2 separate regions of the Sus scrofa genome follow, and region 2 is linked to region 1. A link is a contact called in public HiChIP or PLAC-seq data. All regions are on one chromosome and are shown on one strand. The core of a region is the stretch at or near the end of the contact, and the rest is flanking DNA. Distances in the headings are between cores, read along the strand shown.

Evidence for each region. HiChIP or PLAC-seq counts read pairs in DNA pulled down with a chosen protein or histone mark.
Region 2: an H3K27ac HiChIP or PLAC-seq map of skeletal muscle shows a contact between it and region 1. The contact joins two enhancer-like sites. A contact is called at or near these places in 1 of 5 promoter capture datasets (fetal liver) and 1 of 2 datasets of contacts at active chromatin or transcription factors (skeletal muscle).

What each region holds. Positions count from the first base shown.
Region 1 is chr14:114,559,867-114,567,012 of Sscrofa11.1, reverse strand. The region is part of intron 8 of SH3PXD2A (SH3 and PX domain-containing protein 2A); the gene reads left to right. Among named protein-coding and RNA genes, the nearest start is that of NEURL1, 130 kb to the right of the region's middle. Within about 2 kb of position 3,897, at least 22 of the 83 cell types and tissues checked have an H3K27ac peak or open chromatin away from gene starts, as enhancers often do. A contact at or near this core is called in skeletal muscle, where this site is marked.
Region 2 is chr14:114,767,163-114,774,308 of Sscrofa11.1, reverse strand. The region is part of intron 1 of SH3PXD2A (SH3 and PX domain-containing protein 2A); the gene reads left to right. Among named protein-coding and RNA genes, the nearest start is that of SH3PXD2A, 6.5 kb to the left of the region's middle. Within about 2 kb of position 3,183, at least 27 of the 83 cell types and tissues checked have an H3K27ac peak or open chromatin away from gene starts, as enhancers often do. A contact at or near this core is called in skeletal muscle, where this site is marked.

The DNA.
Region 1 (7,146 bases), core at 2,648-5,147:
ATAGCCTTTGTCCCCAAGAGAAGTGACAGGCCTTGTGCAGTGCCGCAACGTGGGGCGGAACTCTCCACACAGTGGTTCCTGCACTCTTATGTAACAGATTTCGCCCTGGAACAGCGGCACTTTCTGGGATATAATTTGTCAGGACCTTTGGGAATTTGGGTTGAATAATTTCTGCCCCTTGTTCTTTCCCCACATCGCCCCATGGCCGTGTGATATTACACACAGTTGGGTTTTCAGTAATCACTCTGGTGGATGTGGGGTTTGCCCTCGGTAACCACTCTCATCTCTATCAGCATCTTTTCAGAATCCATAACCTCATCCCCTGGGTTCCGGGTGCTGATCTGGACTCCCTGGCCTCAGTGCAGGGGGGGCGGGGCGCAACAGCCAGGGCGACCCGGCTAACTGAGTGGTGAAGCCTGGTGGGAGCCAGTGTTCCCTGGGGTTCTCCATCCTAGGAGCTGAGCTGTCAATTCCCAGGAAATGGAGGGAAGCTTCTGGTGCGTGTAACCCCCAGCTTCATTTCTATCTGTATTTGCAATATTCTGAATGGAATTATGGCACCACTGTCCCTTCTTCGTCAGGCACCCCTCAGGCTCATGCTAAAATGCATCTGCCTGCCTAAGCTCTTTTGTCGGACTGGATTGTGGGGAAGTGGCCCGGGCACCGTGGGAGGTGGGAGAAAGCCAGACTCAGAGAAAGGGTCCGCCAAGAACTGGCTCCAGAGTGAGTGCACCTGAGGTTGGTGCGCCGTGATAGCAGATCCCTCTCCTGTTACATCTGCTGCACTGGCATTGCCACAGGCCGCCCTTAGATCACTGTGTCCCAGAACCTTGTTTTAAGGGATGTTCTAAGTGCAGTGGCCGGAAGCCTGCATGTTTTCTGAAGTCTCATGCTAGAGGGGTTATTGGAGAGGTCAAGGCCACCTGGAGAGCAAATGCCTGCTTATTATTGCCAGCTCGTAGGGAAGTGGGAACATTTTTCAAGGTGACCTCTTTCTGAATCAGAATATTTTATGTTGTACAGGCTATAAAAACCGTGTGATTTATGCAACATCTTGGTAAGAAGGACGGCAGATGCTGTCATTCTCTCCATCCCAGGTGGAGATTAAAGCCTAGAGTGGTTAAGGGACTTGCCCCAGACGTTGCACAGCTGGGAGGTGGGGCGTGGATTTCCATACTCTTTATCCAGTGCTGTTTATCCAGTGTTTAGAAATCTGGATGTTTGCATTTCTTCTCCCTGTGGATTTTACTTTTTTGGAAAGCCAAACCCTAAAGTGCTCTGCTGTGAATTCTCCAGGCCACAGGGAGCAGGAGAGCAGAGGTCAGTCCTGCTGAAGCCCCAGCTGGGGTAGGAGAGAAGCTGATGGGTAGGGCAGAGGGAATGTGAAGGGGGAGGGGGCGTTCGTTAGTTCAGTTTCCTGCAGAAGAGTTGTGTGAGTGTTGCAGCATTTGGCTCAGGCAGGTCCATGGGGCGAGGCTGGGCTGGATGGGTGGATGGGTCAAGGTCACTTGGGATCTCCCGCAGAGATCTGCTTACCAGGACTGAGGGTCTGAGCAGAGCCTGGGCTGTGCCTAGGGGTTGCTAGGCAGGGCCCCAGCCCACTATGCCGCCTTCTCTTTGTCCAAATAGATCTGTCCTGGCCCCTCCCCCAAGCCCACATGACCCAGCGAAGAGTTCTATGCTTCTCCTTCCCCCTCCCCCAGGTCCTTCAGCAGTCCCAGCCCTGTCTGAGTGACATCCTGCATGCAGGCGCTGCTTGCACAGGATGCCTTTTGCTCATTCAGGTGACAGAGCACCTACTGTGTGCCCAGCACTGGGGTGCAGCAGTAGACAAACAGCAGTCATCTCTATCGTCTGATCCTTGGAGGTGACAACATTCTAGGGCTGCCTCTTGCCTGCAGGGTAAAGGTCCAGATGCAGTGGGTCTGTGGTGCTCCCATCCAGCAGAAAGCACAGTGGGCTTGAGGGGGCGGGAGGGCGGGACCAGGAGGCCCAGTCTGCTCCGCAGGCCGTGGGCTTCCATGCACCATGTCTCCTTGGGGGGGGGGCGGTGCCTGGGTCAGTGGTCAAGGAAGTCTCCTGGAGAATGAAGGCCTTGAACCAGGGGCTGAAGGAGGAAGGTGCTCCACGCTGAGTGAATGACACCTGCAAAGGTGTGGGCAGTGGCAGGAACAAGAGAGGAGACATTCCCCTAGCGATAAACAGGCTGGAGCAGCGCGTTGAGGGCCTCGAGGGTCCAGTGAAGGAGATAAGCTGAGGGGGATATTTCCAACCATCTGCCTGAATCCCTCCCTTGACAGAGGAGGAACAGAGGCCTGAAGTCACTTGCCTAGTGTCCCATGGCGAGTGAGTGGCAGGGCTACCACGTGGCTGGGGACCGTTGGTGCAGACGTAGCCATTCGCAAGATGTGCTGGCGTCTCCTAGCTCCTTCGAGGCCACCCAGGGCTAGGTGCAGTCAATCTGGCCTCTCCCTGCCTGAAGCCCAGCTTGTCCCCCAGGTTGTGGGGGTGGTGAGCCAGCTCTTCAGCTCCCCATCCTGGGTCCCTCAGCCTCGTGCTAACATAGCTGGAGCCTGGACACAGGCAGAGCAGAGGCCGGCAGATTGTCCCCAACCCCGTGCATTCAAACAGGCTCCTTTTTCAAGTGAGGTACCTTTCCCCCTGTGAGGTCAACTTCAAACACCCCGACTTGAATGCGGACTCCCCCTTCCAGCAGCGCCACTTCCCTGTCCAGGGTGGGACTGTCCCACTGGCTGACTATAGGTTTCTCCCAAGTCCAAGGTGCTGCTTCCTTGGCCCCTTTTGTTCTTCCCTCCCCACCAGGAAAGTGGAGGGATTGCTGTTGAGGTTGGCTGGACCGCCAAGCCCTGTGTTTCTGAACACTCTGTCTCTTCTCGTTTGTTTTCTGTACTTGTAAGCGATGCCCTCACAAGGCCCCAGCCTTCTCTGCTCAGCGTGCTCATCATCTATTGACTGAGTCAGAATTCAGGCTGTACCCACAGCAAGGCCTGGGGGCCTGGGCCCTGCACCAATGCCTGCATGTTACCTACAGGCTTCTCCCCAGCCTGGCCAAGTGACCTCCCCGTGCCCTGGGGAGCTTTCTGCCAGTTCCAGCCACCTACTTCTTGCTTGAGGCATTGGGCCAAGGTGTTTCCACTGGGTGCTGGACTCAGGGTGTCATCTTGGTGCGCAGGGCAGCCCTTGTGGGAGGAACGCTAAGCTTTGCCTAAGAGGTTCCAGGCTCAGCCACCCACTAACCAGGTGACCTCAAGGCAAGTCCCTATACCTCCCGAGCATCTGCTTTCTTCACCTGTAGAACGGAGGTGTGGCTTGGAGTGAGGACAGTGGCCAGGACTGCTTTCTAGATACCAAGCTCCCTTCTTCCCCTGACCATCAGGCTTTACCAAGCCATGCAAGAAGCAGGCCTTTCATCTTCATAGTTCCAGAACGCCTAAGATCCCCTCTAGCCCCTGGGCTCCAGGAAGAAACCAGTTTCAGCTTAGAGGAAGCAGGCAAGGGGAATCTGACCATGTTGGCAGCTTTCAGGCAGCTCCCCGAGCTGCCAAATGGGTCACTGGCTACAAACTTCTGGGTTTGTAATGATGATCACAGGGCCCGTGGGCTCCTGGACACCTTTGGAATGGGCTTCGTGAGGCCAAATGCTCTGCAGATTAAATTTCTGGAGAAAGAACAGCTGAGAAATAGTCTTGAGCTTTGCTAAGCCACTTCTGTGCTATGGCTGTGAAAGGGGTGTGTGTGTGTGTGTGTGTGTGTGTGTGTGTGTGTGTGGTGTGTGTGTGGTGGTGTGTGTGTGTGTGTGTGTGTGTCCCCTCCCCTAATGAAAGGGAGCGGGCAGGCAAAAGAGGAAGATTGTCCAATCCTGAGCCTCCCTCTCTCCTTTAATTTGCATCAGCCAATGGGAGGGCTGGCGCTGCTGTGTTTTCCAGGCTGGTGCTGGTAACAGAAGGAATATGATTAGTGTTGTGGAATTTCATGGTAGGGGTTGGGGGGTAGCTCCCCCCCCCCTTTAAAAATAAAGTAATGTTTTGAAGAGTTGCCCTGGAGAACTGCTAAAAGCAGAGAGGCCGACAGACGTTTTTGGTCATGTCAGACGAGGACAAGATTATCCAAGTGAGCAGGGGTGTCTCTCTCCGTCCGCCGTGCTGCGGGGTTCCAGGGCCCTTCTGCCAGAAAGCAAGCGAGGGGCCCGTAATCACAAACAGGCCGGGATCAGTTACAACCCAAAGTATTACTTTGGACTCTTGGCTTTGATGGAGAAGAATGCAGTTTTTCTTGCCCCTCCTCCCCATCCTTCTCAAGTTAAACAAGATCTGTGAAAGCAATCGCTCTGGGACTTAAAGCGAGGCCAGTATTCAAGCCAGCACAGGGTCCTGAAGGCCCAGCGTTAGGAGGGTTACACCAACTTCCACTGCTTTGGGGGCAGGGGTTTTCCGGGCCCATTTGCTGCCCCTGTTCCTCCTGGAGGTGAACTGGAGAAGCCCATTTTCCCCTGAGTCTGTCTTGTCTGCCTGGGACACCCTTAGCGCCATCCTGCCTGGCAGCCAAGTGTCCTGACCCTTTTGCACACTATGTGGGCATTTGCTGCATGTTTGCCTTGTACCTGCCTTGTACACGGTTTCATGGGTGGGGTGGAAAAGGCTTAGCACATTGGAACAGCCCCTGACCCACCTGTAAAGATAACAAAATGATGGGCATTCTCACCCCTCCTAGTCCCAACCCAGACCTGGGTGGGTGGGGGTGGGGTCGGGGCTGCTTCCCATCTCCCTCCCCTGGTCTCAACCAGCATCTCCTAGGCAAGCATCAGGTCACCTCCTTCACACTTGGGTATAAGTAATAGTGCTCCCTGGAGTATTGACATTGTGAGGGGCCTGCTTCCCCTGGGCGTTGGTAATGGGAGGAGAACCAGGAATGCAAACGCCTGGACCTCATTGCCAGCAGAGCCAGCTTGTAACTGACCATTCCTCGGAGGAGAGAGAGGGAGCTGATCTTTGCACAGGGGGAGGGAACACCAAGGCTGCACCCCATCCTCTGGTTTCCCAGCCAGCCCTCACTGTGTCCCAGACCTCACCGCACTGCTGACACAAACTTGCCTCCTTGGACTTAAAAGGCTCCCACTTTTGGTGGGGCCAGGGCATCTTGTCAGTGCTGATGTGGCAGCTAGGAGGTAGATTCTGGCCTGCCCTCCACACCTGCATCTCTCAGCCCCCATGGGGCCGTCCCACCACCTTAGGGCCTGGATTGAGTCAGGGCCTAGGACAAGGAGAGGGGACGGAGACCTCTACTTTCCAGGCTAAGGGACGAGCCAGGGTTAGGGAGATACCCCTAATTCCCCGAGGGGTGCAGTTAGAAGGTGCCGTGGCTGAGGGCTGGGACTCAGCTGGGGTGTGCTGGGCTGCTCACTGCAAAGGCATGTTTAAGAGGGTGGGATATTCATGGCCCACCTCGACCCTCAGACATCTGTTATCTTCTTCCATCCAGGCATCCCCACCTTAGAACCACTTCTGGAACAGAGTTTCTCCTCCAGGGCCCTGTGGTGATGAGATGACTCCACAGAGGCCAGGAGACAGGGTCTGGAGGGCAGGCTAGGTCAGTGACTTCCCGGCTTCCTGCCCTGTCTCTCTGCCATCATGTACCAGGATCTTCCTGCCGTGGTGAGGTGTTGATCATAGGCTGGCTCATTCAGAGGGGAGAAAACCAAACCAAGCAATGAAGCGAGCATGTAGTCAGGGACATTCATTCATTCCTCAGCCTTTATCTCTTGCTGTGAGCCAGGCACAAGCAGATCAAGGAAGACTTGATCCCTGTGTCAAGGAGCCTACAGTCTCCCAGTTGGGACCCAGGCAGTTACCCACTGACCCAGCTGAGGGGACTGTGATGGCTGGTATGCTGGGAGGCAGGGTGGTGACTCTGCAGACCCCTCCCTTTTGGGGTTTGGGGAGGAGGAGACACCAGAGATTGACAGGGCAGGGGTGGGAAGCTCAAGAGCTTCCCGACTGGTACCTGTGGCTGTCAGTCACCACTGCCTGACCAATCACTGTAACTGTTGTAAGGCTAGAAGGAGACACTAGGTCCCAGGCAGTTTCTGAGGCATCTGAACTAGGGGTGTGGCCTCTTCTCCTTGGATTGGGGTAGGATCTGTACTAGACCACATTGTTGCCCAGGGGTCAGGAGACAGGAAGGGAAATGGAGCAGGAGAGGCTCAGGGAGAGAACCTTTCTAAGTCACACTAACACATTCCAGGCTCCAGGGTAGTCATCCTAGGCCCAAGGTATTTTCACCCCAACCTAAACCCATCTGCTTCTTTGTGGAGACTGTTAACATCAGAAACTATGGAGGAAAGGGGCTGTTGAAGCACCTCCTGTATATCACACCGTGGGCCAGTACCTTCTGTCCTGTAACCACCCCTGCCCAGGCAGCATGGCTTCGCTTTCACAGGTGAGAAAGCTAAGGCGCAGAGAGTTCAGGCAATTTGTAACTTGCTTCTTCCCCACTCTGTGCCTCTTGGTTAATCTCTGCGGCTCCCTAGGATAGAGGCACTGTGGTTGGTGAAGCTATTTCCTCTGTGCAGTTTTTCCCTGCCAACGCCCTGGGGGTTGGAGGCTCTGGGCTGCTCCTTCCAGCTCCGCATCCACCCTGGAGGAGGGCTTTGTTTGCTGGGTTCCCTGCAGGGGGGACCCTTGGCTCCAGTAGGCACCCAAGGCTGCTTTGAATGGGCTTGGGGAGGAGCCAGGAGTGCTGAGAATTCCTTTGCCTTCTTCCAGGAGACTCACCCAGGGCGTGGCCTTGTCCCTGGTGCTTGGCCTGTGGGACCTCCCTGAGCTTGGCTTTTCCATTCCTGCGAGGGGAGAGGCCCCAGTGAAAATGGCCCCATCAGGTGTGGGAGGAGACTGTGAGAATTCCCAGTGGGAGCGTCCGCTTACTGGGTGATCTTGGGCATGTTATGACAGATGTCTCCAGGCCTCAGGTCCCTGTGGGCAGATCCTTCCAGGAGAGCTGAGGGTGCTGTGAGTCAGAGGGACCTCCTCCCCACATTAGGGGACCGGAGGAAGAAACCCTGGCCAGGGGCTGAAGGGCTGCCCTGGATTCTAGCTGGCAAGAGGGCCAGCCGGGAGCTCTAGAGCAGGT
Region 2 (7,146 bases), core at 1,934-4,433, 210 kb before region 1:
TATGTTTGGGGCCGGGAGTGATGTCACCGAGCAGATGGGGCCATACAGAGTTCCGAATTCAGGTGGTGGGAAGGAGTTAAAGGAGAAAGTGTTGTGGAATTGTGGAGCTGGCAGGGAGCTCATTTTACAGATGAGGAAACTGAAAACCAGATGGGGTAAAGTCATTTGTGACACAGCTAGTCACAGCACCTGGGTCTAACTGGCCTTCTGCCCATGGCGTTGTTCAAGGTTGGAGTTGACAAGGGAGACAAATGTCTGGTGCTGGCAAGAGGTTCCTGCACATTTGGGGCATCCATAAGGAGAGGGGGCCGATGGTAGACAGTGTTGGTGGGGCCAACAAGGCAGGAGGAGCAGGTCGGGGCTGGGCTTCAGAAGCTCAGCATCGCCTCCTCTCTTGGCCTTTGCATGGTGGACACCACATACCAGAAGGTCAAGTGTTCTGGGCACTCTGCAGAATATACTGCGCCCAAGTCACGTATGTTCTAGAAGCCCTGTACGTTGAAGAAGCATGCCTTCTTCCCGCCTCTCCTCCACTGGTGGTGAATTCTGAGTCTGTGGTTTGGCAAATTGCAGAGCAGAGAGGCTTTCTGGGATGTGCACGTGAGCCAGAGCTAGCTGATGAGAGGCCTGGGGCCCAAGCAGGAGGGCTCTGCTGGCTCCAGGACGCTGGGAACACATTGCAGAGGTCTTCTCAGGACATCCAGCGAAAGGAGTGCTTGTCCCAGTGACGAGGGGGAGCTGCCTGGACACTGAGGGTCTTGTGCTTTTGGTCTGTTTATGAAAGGCAGGCAAGTGACCTCCATGGTTTGGGTGGTGCTGTCAGCCCTTCCTTCTTCTCTGCCAAGTCCCTTCTTGGGGTGGCTTTGGAGGTAGTGGGCAGCTGCTGCTTAGGCCAGACTTCCTGCGTGGAGTTGGGCTCCTCTCTTAGCTTTTACGTGCTGCCCCTGGAGAGATTTAGGTAAACTGGTTTTGGCTTCAGACCACACTTGTCTTCCCAATGGTCCTGATGGTGCTGGATGCAAACTGCAGGTAGCTTTGCTAGAGAACTTTCCATAAAGATATAAGGTCCGGTTCACAGAATTCTTTGCACCCACGTGCATGTGTATGTCAGGTCAGATGATGGTGGAAAGGAGCTCGTGCATCTAAAACAAACAAGAGTTTGTTTGTTTGGATTTGGGGGGCGTTGTGCTTTCACAGTCATTTCCTTCCCTGATTGTTTGTTTCAGACAAATACCAGTCCATGAATCTTCTGATCCTCTACAGGGCTCTTCAGGGAATGCAAATAATAGCTGGTGTTAGCAGCAGTTACCATGGGTGGTGCCAAATGCTTAATATGCAGGATTTCATGTGATTCCTATAGTTCACTGGGTGTCCCCTCATGTCCCCCAATGTGGGGTAGGTTCTTTGCTTCCTTTATTTGGATGGGTGAGCTGAGACTTGGGGAGAGTAGAGGTTGCTCAGGGTCTCCCAGTGAGTACAAGCCAGATCTGGGTCAACTCAGGTCAGATTACCTCCAAAGGAAGATATGAACCTAAAATGGGGCCCTTCTCCTCCACTGGAGTCTGGCTGGGAAGACCATACTGGGGATTACATGACCATGAGAGACCAACACAGGGTGGCATTTGAGGATTGGCTCACTGAGTGGGACTTTCACCTTGTGCCCTGGAAGTGCGTGTGTGACGGGTGATGGAGGGAGGTCACTATGAAGCAGGAGGGGTGGGACAAATCCAAGATGATATCTGCTTCCCAGTGATGCTTGAGGTGATAAATTAAGGACCCATCCTGTAGAAATAATACATTCTCCTGTGTGTGTAGAGCAGAACGGATTTTAGTCTTGAGTCTGGGAGCAACATTTTTAGCGGTTGGCCTCAGACCCCCTCATTTCTCTGCTCTTCATTTTTGTTTTTATTTATTTATTTTAGGGCTGCACTTAGAGCACATGGAGTTTCCCAGGCAGGGGGTCGAATCGGAGCTGTAGCCACCAGCCTACGCCGCAGCCACAGCAAGGTGGGATCCGAGCCACGTCTGTGACCTATACCACAGCTCACGGCAACGCCGGATCCTTAACCCGCTGAATGAGGCCAGGGATTGAACCTGTGTCCTCATGGATGCTAGTCAGATTTGTTTCCTCTGAGCCACAATGGGAACGCCTCTGCCCTTCATTTTTAGTTAAGCCCTTAGACTGTGGATCCAGCCCCACGGGAGGAAGGCTGCAGCTGCAGTGTGGGAAGGGTCCTCTCAGGCCAGTTCCCCTTTGGAATGAGTGGTGTTGGGCAGATCAGGCTTCGAATCCCACCTCTGGCTCTTCCTACATGTATGACCTTAGGCCAGCCACTCTGAGTCTGTTTCCTCACCCGTAGCCTCTCAGGGCTTTGGGGAAATGGATCTGAGATAATTTGGGGGCAAAGCTCCTACTTAGGACCCGGCCCCCGTCATGGGTACTCAACATAAAGTCGTTTCCATCCGATGTTCCTCATCACCAAAAACACTTTGAGTACTTTTAGGACTCGATAGGTGCAGCTGCCAGAGGAGGAAAGACTGAGGCAAAAAAGGAAGGCTCAGCTGTTCACAGTCTGATGGGAAAGTAGGCTGCATGCCCTGTGGAAAACGCCCAGCATACACGAGAAACAGATAAACAAGGAGCAGCTGTTCAGACCTGGAGGGCTTCCTGGAGCTGACCTAGTGATGGCTTCCTGGGATGTTGGGAAGGAGAAGGGAAGGCGCATGTGTTGGGGGAGAGGAGTAGAGGTGCTACGGGTAAGGGCAAGGTCAAATAGGATCCTAGCCCCAAGGTCAGTGCCACACAGGGCTTAGCAGTCTTGCCTGTTTTCTTTCTCTCTGTCGCTCTCTCACACGAGAACAGTTTCTTCTTCTCCAAAGAGGGAAGTGAGCTAGGCATGATTCACAGGTCTGACAAGGGTTCCTGCTCATGGAACGACCGACCACATCCTTCAAGGCTGTTGGGAGAGGGAGTGCAGCCCACCATGCATCATGGCCCTCTTTAGAGCTGAGTGAGGGTTTGGGGGACAAATCAGGATTGGAATCGCTGTGTGTGGTAGCAGGCAGAGGGGAGGCAAAGAGAAGGGAAAAATAAACCCATTTGATGTCATAGGAGACGGTTCCAGCTCCAGAAATATAAGCACCAGCTGCTGCATTTTCCAGAGAGCTATTCTGGGGCCAGCATGAGTTAATGGCCAGCAAAGGCTGTGAACTAGAGGAGTGTTGTTAGGACTTCTGACTTTGGGGTTTGCACAGCGGTCCCTGGAAATTGCCTTCTAATTTCCTTAGCCTGAGTCACTGACCAGACTCCTCCTTGGCCAGAAAAGTCCACCAGGCACCTCTGTTCTATTTTTCCTCTTTATTAAGTAAAATGAAAAAATAAGAGAGTTATACATACGGTAGTCACACTTACTCCTCTTGAGTTCTGAGAATCCAGGAAAGGGATCATGGATTAGGACAGGGATCCAGGGAACAGGAAGGACAAGGGGTGTGTGTGGGAAATGAGGTGGAGATTCTGGCTTTGGAAATAGGTTCTGAGCCAGCGCCAGAGGTGTTCTCTGCCATGGCCGTTGCCAAAAATAATGGAAGAGTCCAGGAGGGTGATCAGCGTTTCAAGAGGCGATTCCCAGAGCTATGTGTTTCTCGCCTGGGCGCCTGGGCTGCTGCTACTTGTAGTGGAGGGTGGGAGGATGAGCCACAGGAACCCCCAGGTAACCTCCTGGCAGGTCACAGCAGCAGCAGGTGCTGAGCAGAGCCCAACAAAGATGTCAAGATGCGTGAAAAGGGGAAGAACCAGCATGCGAGTACCTACAATGTGCCAGGCAGTGCAGAAGAGGCTTTTCAGGGGGATTTAATTTAAGTGTCATGACAACCCCTTGAAGTACGTAGGTGTTTTACAGATGTGAAAATAGAGTCAAAGAGAGTTTATGTGCCTCTCACTCAGAGTAATTCACTGGTGAAGCTGGAGTTCTTAACCTGGCCTCTGACACCGGCTCTGTGAGCTTGTCACTTTCTTCCCCATTAGAGCTGAGTCAGTGAGAGAGGGGCCATGAAAATAACCCGGGAGTCCAGGCCACACCCCCTGAGAGGATGACCTGTATCTGGAAGGCTGCGATGTCAGAGAGCCCCTGGGTCCTTGTGTCCCTGGGCTGGAATCCTGTCTCTCCCACCTACTACTGTGGGACCCAGTGCACGCTGCTTCTAGAGAACGTGCCTCTGTTTCCTCATCTGTTTAAACAACAACCACAACAAACAGAGGGGAAAATGGGACCTAGCTCAAAGGGTTGGGGTGAAGGTCGAGTTAACAAATGTAAAGAGCTTAGAACGGTACCCGGCACATGTTAAGTGCAGCATAGGTATTTGTTCTAATAATGATTAAGTCCTAAAGCTTTTCGGAGGGGAAAGCTCTCTGTGAACTGGAGTGTTCAGCCAGGACTGGCAGCCTGAAGAAGGCGAGCTTTGTGATGCGCCTTGGGGAGTAGGTAGGATTTGGACGGGAAGGGATAGGATTGAGGTGGGAGGAAAAGTGGAAGGGCATTTCAAGAAGGGGAAAAGCAGCAGTGCTGGAGGTGGAGCACATTAGGAGAATGTGGGCAAAACCCGTGTTGAGGGAGAAGAGGAGGGGGTGGAGGAGGAGAAGGAGGAGGAGGGGTGGGCCAGCTTCTGAGAGCCTCCCATACCAGGCTAGGGAACTCAGAATTTTGTGTATAGACACCTCTGCACCTTCTGCTCCTCCCAAGGATTGCAGCGGAAAGGGAGCTGCTTGTCGCTGTAGGGTCCTTCTGGGGCCCCTGACCTGGCTCTAGAGTTGTTCTTGCAGCCATGGCAGGAACAGAGCTCAGTAAGGACAGGAACTGTGTCTGCAGCTCTGCCTTGAGGTCTCTTTAGCTGGCAGCCTGGAGCCCAGCCCCTCTCTGTTTATAGCTCTTACTCCAAGGGGTCAGGCTGCCTCATAAAAGTTGATTGCACCCCAGAGGTCTGGGGAGGGAGGGGAGGGGGGAGAGTAGGGAGGGGAGCAGTAAGGCCTGTGGCCCCTGCTGGCTGGCAGGGCCTGGTATGCAGCAGGGGGTTGCAGTACAGTCATTTCTTTTCTTTTTTTTTTTTCTTTGAATCAACAGGCTATTTTATTTATTTATTTATTTATTTATTTATTTATTTTTATTTATTTATTTTTTTCCCCCACTGTACAGCAAGGGGATCAAGTTATCCTTACATGTATACATTTTCCCCCCACCCTTTGTTCTGCTGCAATATGAGTATCTAGACATAGTTCTCAATGCTATTCAGCAGGATCTCCTTGTAAATCTATTCTAAGTTGTATCTGATAACCCCAAGCTCCCGATCCCTCCCACTCCCTCCCTCTCCCATCAGGCAACCACAAATCTATTTTCCAAGTCCATGATTTTCTTTTCTGTGGAGATGTTCATTTGTGCTGGATATTAGATTCCAGTTATAAGTGATATTATATGGTATTTGTCTTTGTCTTTCTGACTCATTTCACTCAGTATGAGATTCTCTAGTTCCATCCATGTTGCTGCAAATGGCATTATGTCATTCTTTTTTATGGCTGAGTAGTATTCCATTGTGTATATATACATCATCTTCTGAATCCAATCATCTGTGGATAGACATGTGGGTTGTTTCCATGTCCTGGCTATGGTGAATAGTGCTGCAATGAACATGCGGATTCCTGTGTCTGTTTTAAGTAGAGTTTTGTCCAGATATATGCCCAAGAGTGGGATTGCGGGGTCATGTGGAGGTTGTATGTATAGATTTCTAAGGTATCTCCAAACTGTTCTCCATAGTGGCTGTACCAGTTTACATTCCCATCAGCAGTGCAGGAGGGTTCCCTTTTCTCCACAACCCCTCTAGCACTTGTTATTTGTGGACTTACTAGTGATGGCCATTCTAACTGGTGTGAGGTGGTATCTCATGGTAGTTTTGATTTGCATTTCTCTTATAATTAGTGATGTTGAGCATTTTTTCATGTGTTTGCTGGCCATCTGTACAGTCATTTCTATCCCCACTCCTGAGCACTGCCCTGAAGCTCCTCAGCAGCAAGAGAGAGGAGACCCCTGTCCTTGGGGTGTCTGGGGGGAGCCCAGGGCATCTCTGAGGTCTCTGTGCTCCCTGAAACATTCAGGCCAACGTTGTCCTCAACTTCAACATCTCTGAACTTGTTTTAAAGTTTTGTTGTTGTTGTTGTTGTTGTTTTACTTAAAAAAAAATTCTTTTTAGGGTCACACCCATGGCATATGGAAGTTCTCAGGCTAGAAGTGGACTCAGAGCTGAAGCTGCTGGCCTATACCACAGCCACAGCAACATTGGATTCTTAACCCACTGTCCGGGGCCAGGGATTGAACCCACATCCTCACGGTTATTAGTCGGGTTTGTTACCGCCGAGTCGCAGCAGGAACTCCTGAACTTAGTATAGTTTTAAATACAGTGCTTCAGACTACCTCTTCATTTATTTACCCCCCACCCCTCTGCCAGATATTCTGGTGGGCTTTATTCTTCAGGGAAAACGTAATAATAAAAACAACAGCTAACATCTCCGAATGCTTCCTGTATGTTGAGTTTTTCACAAAAACTCTCCAAATAGCCCACCAAAGCGTTCGTTACTGCCTGCATCCATGTTGTGCCGACGAGGACGCCGAGAAACGAGGATGCCCAGAAAGCTTACGTGAGTTGCCAGTACTTCTCAGCTGTGCGTGGAGAAGTGCCTGCCCTGACCCAGGCCTGCTGGCTCCAGAGCTGGCCCTGTCCCCATGGAAGTCTCCCAGCCCTTAATCATGAAGCACCTGGGGAGACTGGGCCCCCAGAGATTCCCCCTGAGGCCTGGCTGGTTGGCTTCTCGAAATGTGAGACCTCCCATATGTCACCTTCTCCACCAGATCTCCATTTGCCCATCTAAAAAATGGGCTGGTTGTTTGCTTTCTGTCCTCCCTTGCGGAGGGGAGGGTGGTTATGCAAGCTGCTTTGGAAAACAATGAGCCCAGAGAAAATAGCTGTGTGAAGGGGTCCTAGATCCCCCAGCCTGATTTCTTAGTCGTTTGGGAAGAGGATGCTTTACCGCAAGGAGCTTCTCCTGATGCTGGGGTGTTTTAGGACAAGGTTTCCTTGCCGTGCTACGTCCACCGAGAAGCC